Linked DNA regions of Capsicum annuum: region 2 is linked to region 1. The links are chromatin contacts, called in public Hi-C maps. All regions are on one chromosome and are shown on one strand. Each heading gives the region's core, a stretch centred on a gene start, on an enhancer-like site or on the middle of the called end of the contact. The rest is flanking DNA. Distances are from core to core; before and after follow the strand shown. Region 1 holds the start of LOC107842670 (anaphase-promoting complex subunit 7). Region 2 holds the start of LOC107842660 (zinc finger CCCH domain-containing protein 34).

Region 1 (3,970 bases), core at 441-2,940:
ATTTCTGCCAATTTTCCAGCGACAAATCGACTTTTTGGCGATGTTTACTATATTTTACTAACTACTTTTTAGTTTGTTCTTTTTCCACTGTGATCGCCTAGATGTCCCTAACAATCCTTACCAGTTTCTTACGAATATCTTCATCAAGTCCCTCACAAATCCTCGTATTAATTACATCCATGACAAGCGTAGTACATATGACTTGTATGCACTAGCTTAAGGGGGAGTCTTAGAATATGAGTAGGAGAAGGAATAACATGTAGAATTCTACTTGAAAAAGCATTGTAATGTAGTGTTTATAAATAGGGTCTTAGTGTAATAATGTAGTTACAACAGTTCAATAATATTTTTCTCCTATATTGCTAATAATGTTTTTGTTGATGCTCCATAATGCATCTGCTGCTACCCGTGCTGGAAATTAGGAACCCAAAGAAAACGTGCTAAACTATCTCCGCAATGTTGTGGGTTTAGGAGACAGTTAGAGAGCGAAGGAACTCGTCTAAATATTCAGCAATGCCTCTGCCAAATGATGGCAGCCTACTGGCACTAGCAAGTATTTAACACCACTTTTATTAATATCTCGATGGTCTGTTACCTAAAGATTAACAATAATAATGAAAAGGGCACGAAGGATATGATTGAGGTTATAGTTTCTCGCCAAAAAAGGAATTTCTCAAAAAGAAAAGATTGAGGTTGCATTAAGCAGTTCAGGCAATCTAAGGCTGGATATAAGGACTATGGATCTGCCATATATGTGCAAGAGACGAAGAAAGAATGTAATGAACATGGGTGGCTGTAGTTGCTGATTGTATAATTGAGAGAGAATAAAATTGATTAAGAAACCTCTTCCCGCTGCTCCTTCCCTTTATAAAGAGCAGTAAAGGCCAAAATCAATAGGAAAAATGGTATAATTTTGTGATTTCAACTTTTATATATATTAACTTTCTGATGTCTGATCTTTTGTCGAATTAGCAAAGGTGACTGTGTCTGATGCAAACTGCTCTCTATACATAAAAATAAATACTAATTAATAGTTTATCCAAATATATAATTAAAAATACACCTCCTAACATGTCATGGTAGTAAAGGTTTGGCGGTAGCAGTTAGGGCTAGGCCGAAGAAATACTTGAGAGAGGTGATCGGGTGGGACATGGAGCAATTACAACTCACTGAGGACATGACCCTAGATAAGAAGATCTGGAGGATGCGGATTTGGATAGAAGACTAGTATCAGTTTGAGTCGTTGGGGTAGGGCATTACTTGGTAGATGTATTAATCTTGCTAGGACACTTTGTTGCATGCTTTATTATGAATTTGTTTACCATTCTTTGTTTATTATTCCTTGTGGGTAGCGTATTTATGTCTTGACTTCTTGTTTCATGCTTTATTAAGTATTTGTTTATTATTCCTTATCTTGAGACGAGGGCCAATCAGAAACAGCCTTTCTACTTCTTTTGAAGTAGTGGTATGGACTGCATACATCTTATCCCTAGATACCACTATGATGTATCCCTAGATACCACTATGTGGGAATAGACTGAGTTTGTTACTGTTGTATTAGTAATGCCATCTTCTACCTGCATAAAATAAAAAGTAGGTTCCCTCATAACTTATAACTTAAACATGGATTAGTTATGCGGAAAAGGTAAACATGAACCAAACATTGTATTAACGATGTTATGTTATAAATGAAAAGAGAAAATCAATCAAAACATTGTATAACTTATACTAGATTCTGAGTGGAGATTATTTTTGTCCATTTTTATAACCTTACAAAAATTGTATAAAGTTATGCTAGTTTTAATACATGGATAACTCCTCTCTGACCAACAACCAAACAACCCAGTAGTGTTGTAGTAATAAACTCTAGCATTATTCAAGAAAATTTTCTTCAGAATCTGCAGCCAAAAGGAAGTGTGATATTTTGAGTCCTCCAATTTCCCTCGATAGATCTTTCTCTAAATCTCCAAATCACTTTCCTAGTAGGACCTTGTTACTCTTCACACACTCTCACTTTCAGACTGCATAGGCGCGCTCCTCTCTCTCTCTCTCTCTCTCTTCTTCACGAAATGGACGTCCCGAAAGACTACATGACCACTCTATTGGATCATGGCTTGTTCGCTTCTGCTCAAATGCTCGTAATTTCCTATAACCTCCTTAGGGTTTTACTGAATAGAATTTACTGCGTAAATTATCCTTATTCTCTTTGGTGTTCGAATTTCACTGCTGCTCAAATGTTCGTAATTTACTGCTATAATTTCAGTGTTTTAATTTGCTGTGGAGCGATGATCATCATTTTGTTTCTTTGGTGATTGAAATTTATTGTTTTTGATATCTGTTACCATTTATTGTCTTTTGTGTTTCTGCATTATTTCATTGTTGTTACTGTTTTCTTTTTCTCGATGCCCTCTATTGCCTTTTTTTTAAAAATTAATTGACCTGTTTTTTCTGCTGTTATATTTACTTTTCAAAACTACTTTGATTTGCTGCACTTGAGGCGAGGGTCTTTCGGAAACAGCCTCTTTACGTCCACGAGGTAGGGATAAGGTCTGCCGTCCAGACCCCACTAGTGGGATTACGCAGGGTGTGTTATTGTTGTTGTTCTTGTTGGTGGTGCTGGTTGAAATTTACCCCTGCTCAAATGCCAGTAACTTACTGACGTTGAAGTCTTACTTTTATTGTCTAAGCTATCCTTGTCTTGGTTTTGTTTCTTTGGTGATTGAAATGTATATCTGCTCATATGTTAATTTTACGAGCCAATACCTATTTCAATTTCACCATTTTAGGTAACAATCATGCTTATAATTTATAGATGTAATTTATTGCGTAAGTAAACTTGATTCTGTTTTCTTTGGTGATTGCAATCTAGGGATGTTTTCTTGTTTCATCGTCTTCCATAAGTCTTGAAACAAGTCCGCACCTCAAGGCTGAGAATTTGGTTTGTTTCTCTTCTCTCTATCTATTCATCTTTAGAACAGATTTGGAAATTAAAATTAGTGGAGATGTTATGTTCAGCTAGACCATGATTTTTTATGTTTGTGATTGATTTGTTGATTCGTCCTGAATAGAGCAGAATGGATACAAAAGAGCGAACACTGACTAGTTGATTCGTTTGTCACTGTAATTTGTTATTCAGGTGCTTCTTGGAGATGCTTTATTTCGAGAGAAAGAGTACAGGAGAGCTATTGTAAGATAAATTGGTTTAATATAGATGAAAAAAAATGTTTTATATTGGTGTTATATATAGTTATGCCATATCAGATTTATATTGTTTGTGCATGTTTCTATGATTTAGTTATTAATAATGGGCACATTTTTATATGTATGGTATTAAGATTGATTAGGTAGTGTCAGTTAAACTGTTTGGTTTACTAATGTGCCAGCACACATACAAGCAAGCATTGCACTGCCACAGACTAACTCCTAAGCAAAATGCATCAGCAGTTAGAAGTTCACTGTCTGCATCAACCAGGTCATCATCGCCAAATTCTTTCAACATTTCAACGATTAATGAGAATGAGGTATCTTGTGCTTATAACTTATTGTTGGAAATGCTGACTCACCACGGCATTACTGAGGGTCTTTTGCTCCTTTTGTTTTTTCATCTTCATAATAGGTGAAGTTCAAAATTGCATCATCGCATTGTGCACTCAATGAGAATAGGGCAGCTCTTCTCGAGGTTAGTCATCTTTATGACTCTATGTCTCCATCTGGTGTGGACAGTTTTAGAATGTTGGGTAACTGCCAATTTGTGATGAAAAACCCAGAAAAGAAATTTGTTCTTTTCTTGGTAATTTTTAAATGTTGCTAGGTAATTTTGTAATATTGTTTCTCTGTATAGCTGAATAGTGAATATAGACATTTAACTCCACTTTTATGTATAACATCTGGCTTGGAGAAAATTCTCATTCCAAGTCTTTTTTCTGTATGATGTCACAGATGGAGGGAGTCCCAAGCAAAGCAAGAAATT
Region 2 (3,970 bases), core at 445-2,944, 410 kb before region 1:
CAAGCAGACGAATTGATTAAACTAACCATAGCCAAATCCAGAAACCACATATTCTTTCAAATTTGATCATTCCACCCAACGTTCTAAATTTGATAGCACAGAATCAATAGCAAGCAGACGAATTGAATAAACAATGAGCAGACGAATTGATTAAACTAGCCAGGGCCAAATCCAGAAACCACATATGCTTCAACATTTGATCATTCAATAAAACACCTAACATTCTAAAAGTGATAGCTAGCACGCAAGAAAAACCAAAGACCTACCTGGCAAACAGGTTGACCCATTCTTTCTGGATATTCTCCTCCAGTAGCTCTCATTGCACCCAAAACCTACCGTCATTTCACAAAATCCAACAAAATCAATGCATGTTAAAATTCCCAGTCTTGGCCTCAGATTAAACAAAAAACCACCACCACCAAAAAAAAACTTTTAAACTTCAATCACCAGAGGCGGATCCACGATTTTACGCACACCCACTAAAAATTTAACTTGAGGCAATGCTAATCAAGAGTTTAACAACAAAACTCATAAATGTGCAACAAAAAGAAAAGGATCAAACTTTACACATATATCTAAAAAAAACCACAAGAAAAAACCCATCAAATCATAAGATCAACCCCAATTTAACACATAAAAATCAGTGATCAAGCAAAAAGAACCCTAAAAATTCAATCTTATTTAAAAACCCCAAATGAAAAAGTAAATTTCATTTCATTTTACCGAAGTACGGTCCCTAGGATGATTGAACCGACACCTTCCACCATAACCACAGAAGCCCGTACGCAAGTAATAGATACAATCGGGCTCGTTAGGCCTTTCAGGGTATGCTTCTGGTCCAGTACCCACTGATAACTGCCACATAGGCTCTGCATCAAATGCCCACATTACACAAAATTCAAGTGAAATTCACATGAAATTCAAATGCAGTTAAACAAGTTAGTACACTGACCTTCAAGCCCCGTCTCTCCGCCAGGAACAGTCCATTCAGACACCGGATCCACCGGTGCACCTTCCATTGCTTGGGTCCCACTGTACCTCTCCATTTTTCCTTCTTTTCTCTGTTACAACTATACACAAACCTATATATATTTATATGTACGATGACTATACGTATATATATATTTTTGTATTTATATGAAATATATGTATGAACAGAGTGAAGAAGAAGAGTGTCTTTCTGTGTCTGTGTGTGAAAGAAGCTATGAAATGGTTTTGATCAACTGTGAGGTAGCGTGGGGGTTGGTAGGGAGTTATGGGGGGGTGGGGGTGGGGTGGGGTGGGGTGGGTTGGGGTGGGGGTTGGTGGTTTTTAGAGAGAGAAAAGTAAAAGGGAGTTGTGTTCTTTTTCTAATAAAGCCTTTTCTTTCTCTCTCTATATCTCACACTCGTCAGTCACTCACTCACTGTGTGTGTGTTTTTTCAGACTGATTTTTGGCTCTCTCTTTCTCACCAAATAGCCTTTTTGTGTATTGTATTTTCTGTTTTTCTGTGTGATTTTTTATGCGGGGTGGGGATAGGTGAAGGGGGCTGTAAAAGTTTTTGTGATCTTTTTTCTCTTTAATAGAAGGAGGTGGAGGGGGTTGAAACTTGGAATCACTGGCATATTTTTTTGCAATCACAAAGAAAAAGAACATAGTTTACAAAAGAAAGAAAAATCTAACAAACTGTAATAGTACGCGACACCATAGCGTCACCAAGATTCCAATTTGATTGTCGTCTCTTCACTACTAATAACTAGCAACACTACTGTATTTTCTGTAGTAACTAGTAATACTAGCGTATATATTATATAATATAATATACATTATGTTCATATTAAAAAATTCATGTTACATTTTATATAAATGTCTAATTTAATTTTTTTTATTTTTATGTGTTTTTCAATTTCTGAGGTTAAGTTTTACTAATATTTAGTTTGGGTTTGTTATTTTTGATGTTTATTTGTGCAAGTACGCGCCAAATATATATCTAATGTGAAAACTTCTCACTTCAGTTACAGTTATTTGACACTTAATGAATTGTTCACGTTAAATGACACTTTTGTCTTTCGTCTTTAAATATGTGTGAGGATAAAATAAAATAAAAAATTATCTTGTATATAATTATTAGATTGTTTATTGGAAGTTATAGCATCACTTTTACATAATTATTGAACTATGAAATTAATTGCAAGTTGTAGAAATTCTAAAAAAAACAATTTTATTTCTTTTTTTAAAAAATTCATTTAGTACACATTTATTAATCTAATAATCTTCTTAAATATCCCATTTCTCCTAAATAACTGTGTTGATAATTATGATAGGAGTATTTGATCAATAATTTATCTTCATTATTCACATTTTTTTCTTTTTCAGAAAAACTACATGTTTCTCTATAACTCTCTTTATTGAAAAAATATTTCTTGCTTATTAGCATACTCATCTTCCTTAAATATATATATATATATATATATATATATATATATATATATATATTATCATCTATATATGAACTAGTGAAATTATCCGCGCTTCACGCGATTATAAAAAGTATTTATTAACGATATCTTTAATAAATTTTGATAAGAATGGAGATAAACTTTTATATGCACATACAAAACTTAATTATGTATGTTGATGAAATTAAAAATATAAATATTTTTATTAAAAAAATAGATCTTGGAGAAACTTCATTTTCATGAACGAAAAAAAGAAAGGTATTTTTTAAAGACATTTTTACTTTTGATTATATGAAAACTACATAGAAAAGTATATGAAAAGTCATTGTAATTAGCATGATATGGGATGACAAGAGAAAGAGGTTTAAAGATTTAAATTGATTGTCAAACGTGGGTTTTAACTCTTACATGTATTTAATAAGATTTTTAAAGTAATTTATTAAATAGGTTATGAATGACAAATTGAAAAAATATCTCAAAAAATGAAAAAAAAAAAAAGCCTCAAAAAAATGAGAAAAAAATAAATAGGAATGGAGGTCATAGAGAGGTGTCACATCATCTCCTTTATGACAAAAAAAAAATAGTCAAGTTGAAGTTTACTGAATAAAATCTATTTATTTATATATAGAGAGATTAAAGATTACATTAAATTTTTTAAACGAATACTACATTCAATATATATTAATTCACAAAAAATAAAGTGGAAGAGTAGAGAAAAAAGAATTAAGAGGAATTAGAAAAATAATATTTGAAATGATCATTACACATACCAAAATATTTTGTTATTAGGAAAAAAACCTCTCATGTTAGGATTTGTATTTAAATTTTACCTTTTCTATATATTTTTTTTTAAATTATTTGTTTCATGTTGAAAAGTTTCTTTCACATTAATTAGATTTTAAAAGTAGTTAAACAACTATCCATGATGCAACGTGCATTAATCTTGAGTTAAGACTGTCAATGTAGATTCGAATATTCGTTATAATTTGTTTAGTTTTATGATCTTTTATAAGCAATTTTCATTTTTGTACATCATATTCTTACACATAATTAAGAGATTTGAAAATAAATGTATTTTCTTCTCTTTATTTTCTAAGTGACTGGAAATTTTAATTCCTCTATATGATTATGACTAATCGATTTAGATCTAAGATTATAAATAATGATTTCTACTTTTACTCATGCTATATTGTGATGAGTTTTGGAATTTCCATCTCCATAGTAGTTCTACCTATTATTGAAATTTACAGACAAATAAATATTTAAGCTGATATTTATATAGTCGCACTTGCATTGTGAAAGTGTTTAAAAGTTATTTTGGCTTAGAAGTACTTCAATAATTAAAAAGTAATTCTATAATACTAAAAAGATGCAATGGGAAGATTTCTCAAGCATCGTCTGATATAAATCATTCATTTACATTGTAAGACATGTATTTATAGAAGGTCAAACCCATCGACAACCCCCTAAACTTGGCACGATCTTTCACTTTGGCACCTCAAGTGGATATTGTCCACTTTTGGCACCTCAA

Evidence for each region. A called contact is a pair of places that touch in the nucleus more often than the background predicts.
Region 2: a contact with region 1 is called in a Hi-C map of leaf, with 2.3 times the contacts expected there. The contact joins the promoter of LOC107842660 here to the promoter of LOC107842670 in region 1. A contact is called at or near these places in 2 of 5 Hi-C or Micro-C datasets (leaf and placenta).

The regions. Positions count from the first base shown.
Region 1 is chr1:184,274,383-184,278,352 of UCD10Xv1.1, reverse strand. LOC107842670 (anaphase-promoting complex subunit 7) reads left to right here and starts at 1,690. Exons shown (of 18, transcript XM_016686626.2): 1 at 1,690-2,138; 2 at 2,870-2,938; 3 at 3,137-3,187; 4 at 3,384-3,521; 5 at 3,617-3,679; 6 at 3,940-3,970. The coding sequence starts at 2,070.
Region 2 is chr1:184,687,232-184,691,201 of UCD10Xv1.1, reverse strand. LOC107842660 (zinc finger CCCH domain-containing protein 34) reads right to left here and starts at 1,694. Exons shown (of 7, transcript XM_016686616.2): 1 at 953-1,694; 2 at 724-869; 3 at 267-332. The coding sequence starts at 1,046.